3 separate regions of the Mus musculus genome follow, and regions 1 and 2 are each linked to region 3. Evidence: chromatin contacts called from public ChIA-PET and HiChIP or PLAC-seq data. All regions are on one chromosome and are shown on one strand. Each heading gives the region's core, a stretch centred on a gene start, on an enhancer-like site or on the middle of the called end of the contact. The rest is flanking DNA. Distances are from core to core; before and after follow the strand shown.

What was found. ChIA-PET counts read pairs in DNA pulled down with a chosen protein or histone mark. HiChIP or PLAC-seq counts read pairs in DNA pulled down with a chosen protein or histone mark.
Region 1: an H3K27ac HiChIP or PLAC-seq map of microglia shows a contact between it and region 3, with 5 times the contacts expected there. The contact joins the promoter of A430078I02Rik here to the promoter of 2610306M01Rik in region 3. A contact is called at or near these places in 3 of 39 promoter capture datasets (the SN4741 cell line, liver and pre-B cells), 1 of 484 Hi-C or Micro-C datasets (CD4 T cells), 3 of 115 datasets of contacts at active chromatin or transcription factors (the SCID.adh cell line, intestinal villus epithelium and microglia) and 2 of 9 other capture datasets (liver and pancreatic islet).
Region 2: an RNA polymerase II ChIA-PET map of memory CD8 T cells shows a contact between it and region 3, with 9 read pairs. The contact joins the enhancer-like site here to the promoter of 2610306M01Rik in region 3. A contact is called at or near these places in 1 of 39 promoter capture datasets (embryonic stem cells), 5 of 115 datasets of contacts at active chromatin or transcription factors (bone marrow-derived macrophages, effector CD8 T cells, memory CD8 T cells and 2 more) and 4 of 9 other capture datasets (adipose tissue, embryonic stem cells, liver and 1 more).

What each region holds. Positions count from the first base shown.
Region 1 is chr6:86,478,571-86,482,441 of GRCm38.p6, reverse strand. A430078I02Rik (RIKEN cDNA A430078I02 gene) reads left to right here and starts at 1,612. Exons shown (of 3, transcript NR_131126.1): 1 at 1,612-1,776.
Region 2 is chr6:86,546,415-86,550,052 of GRCm38.p6, reverse strand. All of the region lies in intron 3 of 1600020E01Rik (RIKEN cDNA 1600020E01 gene), which reads right to left. Among named protein-coding and RNA genes, the nearest start is that of Gm38676, 19 kb to the right of the region's middle. Within about 2 kb of position 1,897, at least 143 of the 459 cell types and tissues checked have an H3K27ac peak or open chromatin away from gene starts, as enhancers often do. A contact at or near this core is called in adipose tissue, bone marrow-derived macrophages, embryonic stem cells and 3 more, where this site is marked.
Region 3 is chr6:86,848,146-86,851,972 of GRCm38.p6, reverse strand. It overlaps 2610306M01Rik (RIKEN cDNA 2610306M01 gene), which reads left to right and starts at 2,533. Exons shown (of 1, transcript NR_028298.1): 1 at 2,533-3,566. Aak1 (AP2 associated kinase 1) reads right to left here and starts at 2,468. Exons shown (of 16, transcript NM_001378654.1): 1 at 1,758-2,468. The coding sequence starts at 1,920.

The DNA.
Region 1 (3,871 bases), core at 363-2,862, 370 kb after region 3:
AATCCCAGCAACCACATAGTGGCTCACAACCATCCATAACGAGATCTGACTCCCTCTTCTGGAGTGTCTGAAGACAGCTACAGTGTACTTACATATAATAAATAAATAAATCTAAAAAAAAAATGTTAAGTTGTGCATATTAATTAGGCATATGGTTCAAGAATATTACCCTAGTACTTAGGAGTCTGGGCTAGAGGACTCCTCCCTATAAATCCAGAGAAACAAGGGATAGTAAGCTTCTAACACACACACACACACACACACACACACACACACACACACACACACACACGTACACACACGTACACACACGTACACATACGGCTTGGAGGTGCATACCTACAATCTCATCAGTTATGAGACAGAGGAAGGCAGTCAATAGTTCAAAGTCTAACTGGTCTCCAAAGTCAGTTTCAGGTCAGTCAAGGCTATATATAGGAGGAGATCTTTTTTTTAAAAAGTCAGAGATGGCTGTTGGTCAAGTGCCTACTCCAGGGCATGAGGCCCCCAGCTGTGACCCTAGGGACCATGTTAACACTGCGGGGTGCAGGGTGCTGTGTGTCTGTAACCTGTAGGCCATTGCTGGTGAGGAAAAGACAAGCCAATCCTGCAGTTTGTTGGCCAAGTCAATAAACTCAGGTTCTGCTGAGAGCCCGGTACCTCCCCACAGAGTGGGGTTCAGATCAGGGCTAGCATATCTATCTCCCAAGCAGCCTTTTCTGTTAAGGCATTAGACTCCTTTCTTCTAAGCAGAGAATATTGCTTGGCTGATAGAAAAACTGGAATTCTATCCTATCAACACTTAAACCAGGAGTGGCCCAAACCTATTCTAACACCTAGGTGATAAAGGAAGAAGGCTTGGAAGTTCAAGGTCACCCCCCAGCTACCTGTCAAGTTCAAGGTTAACCTGGGCTACAAAAGGTCAAATGCAAGGTTAGCCTGGGCTGCAAAGGATTTTCTAAAAACAAACAAACAAACAAACAAACAAACAAACAAACACCAAATCCCTGGGCAGGCATGATCTCTAACAGCTACCTTTCATTCCAGTACTAGGGAGGCAGAGAAAAGGCAGGCAAGTCTCGGCGAGTAAGTTCCAGGTTAGCCTGTATTACACAGTGAATTCTTGGACAGCCAGAGTTACATAATGAGACCCTATCTCAAAAACCACCACTAACAACACCATGCTTTGCTGGACACAATTGTTTTAATTACAACATTCAGAAGCAGGCAGATTGAGCTCCAGGCTGGCTAGAGATACCTACTGAGACCCTGACTTAACAAACAACAATAATACACAAAAATCTTTCTCAGAGTTATTTTTGAAACACAGTACGTTTGCTATCTGTAGTTGCATAACATGCACATGGGACTTTTCCCTGTATAACCATTCCCAGATAAAGGATGGGCAATGGGAGGTATATACTAATTTGTTTGCTGTTGTTTTTAAATTTTGAGTCGTGTAAACAAATTACTGATTCAAAGATGGAAATATATACAAATGTTTAAAAGCAAAGCTAGTGCAAGCTCTTGCTTTGCCTAGTCACACATCTTTGAGAGCGCTCCACGGCCCCTTCTGTGCAGCCAGCAGTGGCCTCTAGACTCTTGCTGCTCTTCGCATGGCCATTTCAGGACAGCCCACACCTGAAGGTCCACGAGCAGCTGCTTTTCTTCCCTGACTTGGAAACTCCAGAGCTGGGCTGCCTTTCTGAGGTCGACAGTCTAACAACCCGCTGCTTGCCCTTGATTCTCCTTTCTGTGCCTTCTCCAAGAGCCCTGGTAAGCTCTCCGCAGTTTTGCTGACTGTGTTTTCCTGTCTCCTCTGCTGGTGCCCTCCTCCTGCAAGGCAGCGTCCAGCCCCCTGCCAGCTGGTCATCCCTCTCTAAAGAAAACAAAGCTCCACAAAAGCCTCCAATATTCTCACCGAGTCTACAAACCTGAGATTTGCCTGGCTCTTGCTTTGGAGTGGAGTGTCCCTTGTGTACAATTAAACAGGATACATTAGTTTTAAGACACAGTTCCTTGGTTTCGTTTTGTTGACCCAATCAACTGGGAATGCCCGTTCTCATAAAATATCTGGCCCTGTGGAGAGTCCCATGGGGCAGTACAGTTTGTGTGAGAGTCTGGCTTAGTTGAGAGCCCCAGTAAATTTCCATTTGGTATTTCAGAGACTGGAGCTACATGGAATATGTATCTGCAGCTGTCTGAGGCCAGGAGTTGGGGGCAGAAACATGAGACCAAATTCCTGCCCTGACATCTGTGAGGGTTGTTAGGGGGTTGTCAATTGGCTATCATTGTCTGGAATACTTTGCTTAAAAAAAAATACATTTTCAGTAAACCAATCACATCACCAAGTTGTAGATATTTTCATGGTATTAGCCATTTTAAGGTCACCACACTGTGTGTGACAACATACAATTTATGATCATTGCTTTCCTCCCAACCCCCATTTCTTTCTAAGACAGGATGTCACTATGTAATTCCTCCTGGCACTATGTGGACAGGGCTGGCCTAGAACTCACAGAAATTTGCCTGCCTCTGCCTCTCTTTATTGCTCTTTCTTAAGTGTTTTTGGGGAATTAGCTTTTATATTGCAAAGATCACAGATAGCTGAAGTATAAACTAATTCACACAACCTCAATAACTCATTAATCTGACCCTGACAGCCATAGCATCCAGCTTTTAGCTTTCTTTAGCTACAATTCCTCAGCTCATGCATGTGATCTGAGACCTCTGCCAGGTGCGCTCCATGTGCTCTGAAAGCAAGTTGCTTTCACAGATGCCAAGTGTGGCCAGATCGCAGACATTAGAACAATCCATTCCTCCCCAGAGAGGATGCACCTTCCTTCCCTTGAGTGCCTTTAGATTGCTGAGGACAAAGAGCAGAAGGCCCTGGAGGCTGGTCACTCTCCAGCACACTTGCAGGGCTCAGCAAAGCCTGTCAGAAGCAGCAAGGAGCTTCCAAGGAAGTGACCCCCGCTCACCCCCACAAAGCTCACCCACAGAGAGAGAGGCTGGTGTTACTCAGGTTTCCTGACAGGACATCCTGGCTTGTGACACTGAAAGATTGGAAGATGCCAGAAGGTGGCCTTGAGACACAGAGACTCTTGTCAAGTTTGCAAAATACCATTCAACAGCAGGTATTAACGTATTAACCCTCAACTCCATCCCTAACCCTTCTAGCCCTTTGGTATGGTGTCCAATGCTAGTAATTCCAGCACTGGGGAAGATGAGGCAGGACTATGAGGGGCCTGCATGTCTCCCACCTGGCAAAACGTAGTGCTGGGTTATTCACTATGCAAGATAAGCAGTGAGCCTGGAGGTGTTGGGACCAAGCCTGATCAACTTCGGGCTTGTCAGTGGAGTGCAGCAGCAGACAGGGCTCACCTACTCATTTACCCAGTCACAAATCACAACCCCAGCAAACGAAAACATACCTAGCCTTGGAGCACTGTAGGAAGTGCAAAGGTGGCTGAGCTGAGGCTCTCACACACACACTCTCTGTCTGCATGTGTGTAGACAGGGTTCTCATTATGTAGCTCTGGCTGTTAGAGAACTCAATATGTACACCAGACTGGCCTCAAACTCCCAGAGGTCTGCCTGGCTCCACCTCCTGAGTGCTGAGAGTAAGGGAGCACGTTGGGGAAAGGGGAGGATGGCTGGAGAATGGACAGAATAAAGCCGGCTCAGGGGCTGTTTTGGTCTCTTGTGGTGCTGGAGTTCACATCTTGGCCATTGACTACACACTGCAAGCACCCTACCCGTGAGCTGCATTCCATTCCATAGGAACCAGGATCTTATGTGTATCATGAAGAAATTTAAAGTAAAAGTAACAGGTACAGTTATCAGTAAAACCTGGAGGAGCCTTTGAAAG
Region 2 (3,638 bases), core at 648-3,147, 300 kb after region 3:
CATGGGATACTGCCAAGGCCCAATTTTTGTTGTTTTATTTCGTTTTGTTTTTGAGACAGAGTCTAACCTGAAGCTTGCTACGATATAGATCAGACAGGCCTTGAACTTACAGATCTCCCTGTCTCTACCTTCCTGAGTGCTTGGACAAAAAAATGTACTCCACAGGGCTGGAGAGATGGCTCAGTGGTTAAGAGCACCTGAATTCTCTTCCAGGGGTCCTGAGTTCAATTCCCAGCAACCACATGGTGGCTCACAGCCATCTGTACTGAGATCTGATGCCCTCTTCTGGTGTGTCTGAAGACAGCCACAGTGTACTCATGTTAAGTAAATAAATAAATCTTTAAAAAAAATGTACTCCACAATAGTGGCTAAAGGCCCATTCTTGAGACAAAGTATCAGAATGGTATATAACATGTCATTTGTGGAGATAAACTTTAAAGACATAAAATAACTTTTAAGTGTTTTCTGGGTTTACACATTCCAAGGACACATTCTCTCCAGGGAACAGGAATAAGAGAAGGAGTCAGAAATTGCTACATTCCATATAAATTACTAACTACCAATCATCCTGGTGTTTGTGGTGCTAGGGATCAAGTGCTTCACCACTGAGCTACACTCTGTCCCCAAAGAGAATGAGCCAGGGAACAAGGCTACCCTCTCACCCAACATGGCCTTCATGGTTAAATATGGCTTTGCACCTGCCCACATCTGAACATATTAACATAGCCTCCCAATGCCATACTTTCTCCTGAACCTCTGTGCCCAGGCTTGTCTTGGATCTTTAACTGGGACCACTGAATGTGGAAGACAAAGGAAGACATGCCAGCATGCAGAACAAAAGCAGCTGCCATTGTTCCAGCAGAAATCCTAAAGGGAGGATGGTTCTATGCTGCTAAGAAATGAGCCTGGGGCAACCTAGTGAGGTCATGGGGTGAGCCAGTCTCACTAGACAGAGTTAAATGAAGAGTTATGTCCTGGTGAGACGTTTATGGTGAAGGGCAAGGACAGCAAAGCAGCAGAGAGAGGCCAGAGACTCAGACAGAAAGGAGGTGAGGAGGTATTATGGGGAGACAAGAAGCTGAGATAAAACCTTTTGCAGTAGCCAGGTGATGGTGGCACATGCCTTTAATCCCAGCACTCAGGAGGGAGGTGGATCTCTGTGAATTGGAGGCTAGCCTGGTCTGCAGAGAAACCCTGTCTCAAAAACAATAAAAAAAAACAAGAAGCTGGAGAGATAGCTCAGTGGTTAAGAACATTGACTGCTTTTCCAGAGTTTCTGAGTTCAATTCCCAGCAACCACATGGTGGCTCACAACCATCTGTAATGAAATCAGATGCCCTCTTCTGGTGTGTCTGAAGACAGCTACAGAGGAAAGAAAGGAAAGAAAGGAAGGAAGGAAAGAAAGGAAGGAAGGAAAGGAAGGAAGAAAGGAAGGAAGGAAGGAAGGAAGGAAGGAAGGAAGGAAGGAACGAACGAACGAAGGAACGAAGGAAGGGAAGAAAGAAAGAAAGAGAGAAAGAAAGAAAGAAAGAAAGAAAGAAAGAAAGAAAGAAAGAAAGAAAGACAAAAAACCCCAAACACCTTTTTTGTAATAAAGCATGATGGTATACACCTGTAATCCTAATACTAAAGGCTGAGGCAGGAAAATCAGGAATTCAAGGCGAGTCTGGGCTGGCTACAGTAGCTAAACCTGGGGTAGGGTGTTGGGGGTGGGAGACGTCCTCCTCTGGAAAGCAAGGCTGCGGTTGTGCAGCCCTCTGGCGACTGCACTCTTAACTTTCAGCTTCCTGAGCAAACATACTTGGTTGTTTTCCTGGTTACCCAAAGCAATGACACTGCTCAGTCCTTACCCAACAGCTGATTCACTACCACTTCTCAAACCACAGGCTCACTTACCAGCTGGCTCTAAGAAAAAACAAGTCGGTGTGAACTGTCAAAGTCCTCTTGGACCTGACCTTAGCCAGGAGAGCAGGTTTCATTTCAAAACTGAAAGGACTGAAGGACTGGGGAAATCCAAAGCGCGCAAAGACCAGGAACAGGTGGTTCCCATCAGAAGAGTCCCCAGCTGGAACGCAAACAGAAACTAGACCACTGATAAGACACGGTTTACAGTGTCTGTCTCCAAGCTCTGGCAGCTGATTAGGTTGTCAACTATTTACAGCAGGGCATAAACACACTTATCCCACTCCAGTCTACTCAATAACTCTTTTCTCCAAAGCTGAAGCAACTTTCTGGATTTATTGAGTTTGAGAATTACAGGGAGGATCCAATAACTGGGACATCAGGGCAAAGGGATCCAGAATCCTTCAAATGGGCCACATTTTGAGTATAAAGAGTTATTACTACCTCTTCCTGATTCCCCATTAATGGGTGGCAAAATTCCTGTCTCAGTAAAAACTTTTCAGTTTATTCCTAGTGACCATTTGCTGTGAAGTGACAATACCAGAGGACAGCTCAGCAGGAGTTGGGTTATATGCCTGAGGTTCCACTGTGGCTAGCTGTGACTCAAGACATGTCACTGCACTTTTCTGGGTTCAGTTTCAGTTTCCTCACCCGTAACATAAGAAGACTGGGAAACATCTGTACCAAGAAAAGTTTTAAGTTCTTAATTCAAGGCTACTTTTTAAAAAAGCACACCTCAGGGCTGAAGAGATGGCTCAGTGGTTAAGAGCACTGACTGTTCCCCCAGAGGTCCTGAGTTCAATTCCCAGCTCACAATCATCTGTAATGGAATCTGATGCCCTCTTCTGGTGTGTTGAAAGACAGGGACAGTGTATTTACATACATAAAATAAATCTGTTTTTTTTTAAGGCATACCTTACCACTCTATGAAAAAATTCAAGGCATAAATAAAATTCACAAGCTCCTAGCCATAATAGGCTGCTGCTTACAAAGGACTGAGGAAGGGCCAGTTTAGGCCACTGGCACATGCTGCATCACTAGGAACCCAGACGCCAGAAAGCTACTCTATAGACTGTGATCAATAGTAAAGAATACTGAACGCGGTGAAGACACTACTCACACAGGGCCCAAGTATGGTGAGATATGCAGATAATCCCAATACTTAGCAGGCTAAAGCAGAAAGATGTAAGCTCTGAGGTCAGATTACATAAGGAAGACTCTGTGCAGACCAAAAGATAGACACACACAAAGAAAAAGACATCAATAGCCCATGTTCACTACAGCACTGACAGCAACTGCATACTGCAAGCCAGGGCTCTCTGGTGGAATGCTTACCTAGCATCCATGAGGACCTGGGTCCTATCCCCAGCTCAAAGAGAAAGAAACAACATTGTTTTTAAAAGGAGAAAAGGAAAGAAAGTGGAACAGTCAGAGGGGGAACAAGGAAGAAAATGTAAACTATACTACAGAATACTTTTCAGTCAATTAAAAAAAAAAAAAAACGGTTTTAGCCGGGCGTGGTGGCGCACGCCTTTAATCCCAGCACTCGGGAGGCAGAGGCAGGCGGATTTCTGAGTTCGAGGCCAGCCTGGTCTACAGAGTGAGTTCCAGGACAGCCAGGGCTATACAGAGAAACCCTGTCTCAAAACAAAACAAAACAAAACCCCCCCAAAAAAAGGTTTTAAATCTGTCATTTGCAAGAGCATGACTGCAACAGGGGATCATTACATTAAATG
Region 3 (3,827 bases), core at 1,284-3,783:
ATGAATCAACAGATCCAAGCCCAAAGTTCTACTTTTTAAAATATCAGAATGCACAATGTGCAGCTCTCAGGATGAATTCCAGGGAAGCCTAGAAAACAAAGGCTGATTCTGTGTTTTCTCTTTCCCACCACTCTTCCAGACTCAGAGAATAAGCAAAGCTTAGGGCAACACGTGATGAGAAAACATCCTAGCTGAAAAAAATGTTCCTGGGCTCTGAGGCCATCCTCCTGATCTCATCTCCTTCCTCATTCTCTCTCTCTCTCACCCCCCTCTCCCTCCCCACCCCCCACTGTAGTCAAGGACTTTGGCTACAGGATAAGAGTCAGCTCAGATTCCAAGGTACAGATCTGGCAGCAGACATAGCAGCATCTCCCACCCTGCACCAGAATCCTCAAGGAAAGGTTCAGAAAGGATTGTAACTCAGGCCCAGATTAAGTCCAGTCGGAACAATACTAAGAATGGAAAATAAAAAATAAAAAAAGCAGCAGTAATTTACAAGGAAATTATCAGATATCTCTTCAAAATTGTGCTTTTTAAGTATAGGCTTCAATGTATCCTCAGAAACTGGGCCTTGCCAAATCCAGTACTTACACAAACTAAGTCTAACACAGCTTTGGCCTCTTCCCACCCACCCGTCCACCACCCTACAAGACTCACCATGACAGGCAGTTCCTAGGCCCAGGTAGAGGTCCTTCCTTCAACCTCAGCTTGCAAAAGCCTCCTTTTCGAAGGGGCTGCTTAGCTCTCATTCCTCCTTCCCTCGCTGATAGACTAGCCTCTACCACCATGCTGCCTTCACTGAGGCCTCCCCCAGACCCAAGCCTTGGCAGGCTGTAACGCAACCTACAGCAGACTGGTCCTATCCAATTAGTTTAAATTGCTTCATGCCAAGGAAATTGCTGCTTTTATTAAAAATAAAAGCACAGTAAGCAGGCAATGAGCTGTGAAAAGTATCAGTCTGGCATAATTACGAAGGTCGAGGTTAAGGTTACCCAAGAAACACTCAAGATTTTCCCTAAAGCCTGGGGCAGAAAAATATGTATCTGCAGGAGCACAGATAGACCAACGAGCACACACCGAGAGAAACCACACAGCATCCTCTCCAACTGAGAGAACACTAAACCAGAGCCAATCCTAAGTCATTCTTAATAGAAACTAAAAGGAGAAAAGAGGCCTAGGCGTCTGAGTTCAAAACCATCTCATTCGCTTATGATTTTATCTTAGCCACATCCTGGGGACCTCACTGCAGTTGGGTAAAGAAACAAACCTAACCAAAACACCAAAAAATGCATTCCTGTCCCCAGAGAAATCCTCTTTGGCTACCTACTTAAAGAAATAGGAAAGTTAGGTGGGAGAAGCCCCCCTCTCCTTTAAGATCTCTCCCCATCCCCACCCTTCAGCCTCCGCATCAGAATTTAAAGTTTCAGGGAAATGGCAAGACCACCACCCTGCATTTCACTTATACTTCACACATAGGATCCGAATAATTCGGTCAAAGGAAGAGATTTCTCCACGCGCTCCCCCCACCCACCCAAATGAAAGGCCACTGAGGTAAACTATTTGGGCAATACTGCCCCCCCAAGCCCTGTCAATTCCCAGTCTGAGTTTTAATTCTCTCAAGGACAATGACTCGCAAGGAAAGTGCAGAGGGGGAAGGGAGGGTCAGTTGGTCAAAACCCATTCATACAACTAGAAACCAGAGTCTTGCCACATCAGCACACGAGATTAATTCACCGCGCACTGGCTTCCCAACATACCTTCCGCCAACACCTCGTCCACGGTGACCTGCTGCCTCCCGATGCCGAAGACCCTTCCGATGTAACCACTGCCCAGGCCTGAGCTGCTGCCCCCTCCTCCGCTGGAGCCTGAACCCAGGCCAGAGCTCCCCTGCTCCCGCCTGGAGTCGAAAAACTTCTTCATCTTTCCAATATGAAATGCCAAGGCAAAATGCCGATGGTTTCTAGGTTCGTATTTGTTGTAAAGAAAAGAGATCTAAGGATTTCTTCTCCGGTTTCAGCCCTGAGCAGAGCCCCGGGAATCCGGCCGTGGGGTGGGGGCTGAGGGACGGCGCCTGCAGGAATAGACTGTCAATCGCGCGGCGGGTCCCCTCCTCCTCGGGGAGCGATCGTTTAAGTTTAAACCTGCGATGACAGAGGCAGAGAGAGGATGAATCAGTAACACACTCCAGAGCCTAACTGCCGGGTCCTAGGGAAAGCACAGGCCGTCATCCAGAGGAAACGCTGCGTGCATTTTCTTCGGGAAAGCCCTGGAAACGCACCGGACCCCTGCCCGGACCCCCGCCCCGGGCCCCGGACACCCACTAGCGGCCGCTCGGCGGCGAGCCCAGCTACCAGCCCCGCGACATGGCCACGGCCGCCGGCCTGCGACACGAAGGAGGCGGCGCTGCCGCAGAGCCGGGGCCGCTTCGGCGCCCGCCCGCCCGCCAGCTGATCCCCGAGCGCCGCGCTGAGGCCGCCCCTCCCCCGCGCGCGCGCCCGTCGGCTCCGACCACCCACCCGGAAGTGACCTGCCACCGGAAGTGCTTCTCAGGGCCGCACAGCCCCTTCTCAGGGGCCGTCTCAGGTGCACCAGCTATAGCTACAGAGCGAAAGAAACCGATGGCAAGAAGGGAACCAGAGCAGTGGAACTCGGGACAGAGACACTTGGAAGAGAGCGTTGCCGTAGTCCTGCCGCTGAGCACCCTGGGAAGAGTAGTTCGGGGTAATCTGGCATCTGGACTACAATTCCCAAGATGCCCCGGGAGCGAGCGCACCTTCGGACGCCGTCTCCAGGGACTGGAGATGATAGTGGAGTGGTGCAGAAGTGAGGCTTCGGGTATTTAAGTACATCTGCTAAAGTCACCAGAGACTAGTTTTCCAGCTGCACGTCCCACTCTCTGTAGCCATTTTATCTATGGCTTGGCCTCATGGACAGAGGCACTCTGGGAATTGTGGTTTCACAGGAGTCCGGACTGACACCTGAAGGACGCGGTTTAGCTGCCTCGCCCCAGTTGGGTTTGGGAGTTCCCCGACGTCATGGGAGCGGAGGTACTGAAGGCTTGGGGGCTGGGGAGAAGTGGGTATGATGCCAGCAGGGAGCCGAGCGGAATCTCGGTGCTGAAGGAAACAAAGCAGGTGTCTTCCGGTCCCCGACCACGATGAGAACTGAGAAGCCTGAGGGTCGAAGAAGGAACTGCGGGAGATCCAGTACACGGAGCATCTAGGGACCAGGCTACATCCATCCTTGGGCTCCACCCCAAACCATGGCCCTCTGCCGACCCAGATTTGCCTGGTCCTTACCAGATATATTCACGCCTTTAAAGGGAACTTTAGACACACCTACTGCTTTCTCTTCAGAATCTTTCGCAAGAAGATGCTGTGTTTACTAAGGATCGCTTGGGTGCGGATAGAGTACAGGGCTGTGTGATTGGCACCTGTCAAATGCTAAGGATTTGGAAAGGAATTGAGATCTCTCCTCCTAGATTGCTTCACAGAAGATGTTGTTGTCGTGCCAAATCCCTGCCTCCCCTGCCCTCTCCCCCAAGAAATACATGGTTTTTTCTCTTTTTTGAGTATAGGTTATTTTTCCACCAGCTCCCCACACTTCTTAAAGATGCAACTACCCTCTTGCAGTTCATCCCAGAATTTCTACTTCAGGCACTTGAGGAAGATCTAGAAGGGGGCCCCCAGGAAATAAAAAAAGATGGGTCTTGCTGGGCAGTGGTGGCTCACGTCTTTAATCCCAGCACTTGGGAGGCAGAAGCAGGCAGATTTCTGATTTCGAGGACAACCTGGGTTACAGAATGAGTTCCAGGGCAGCCAGGGCTA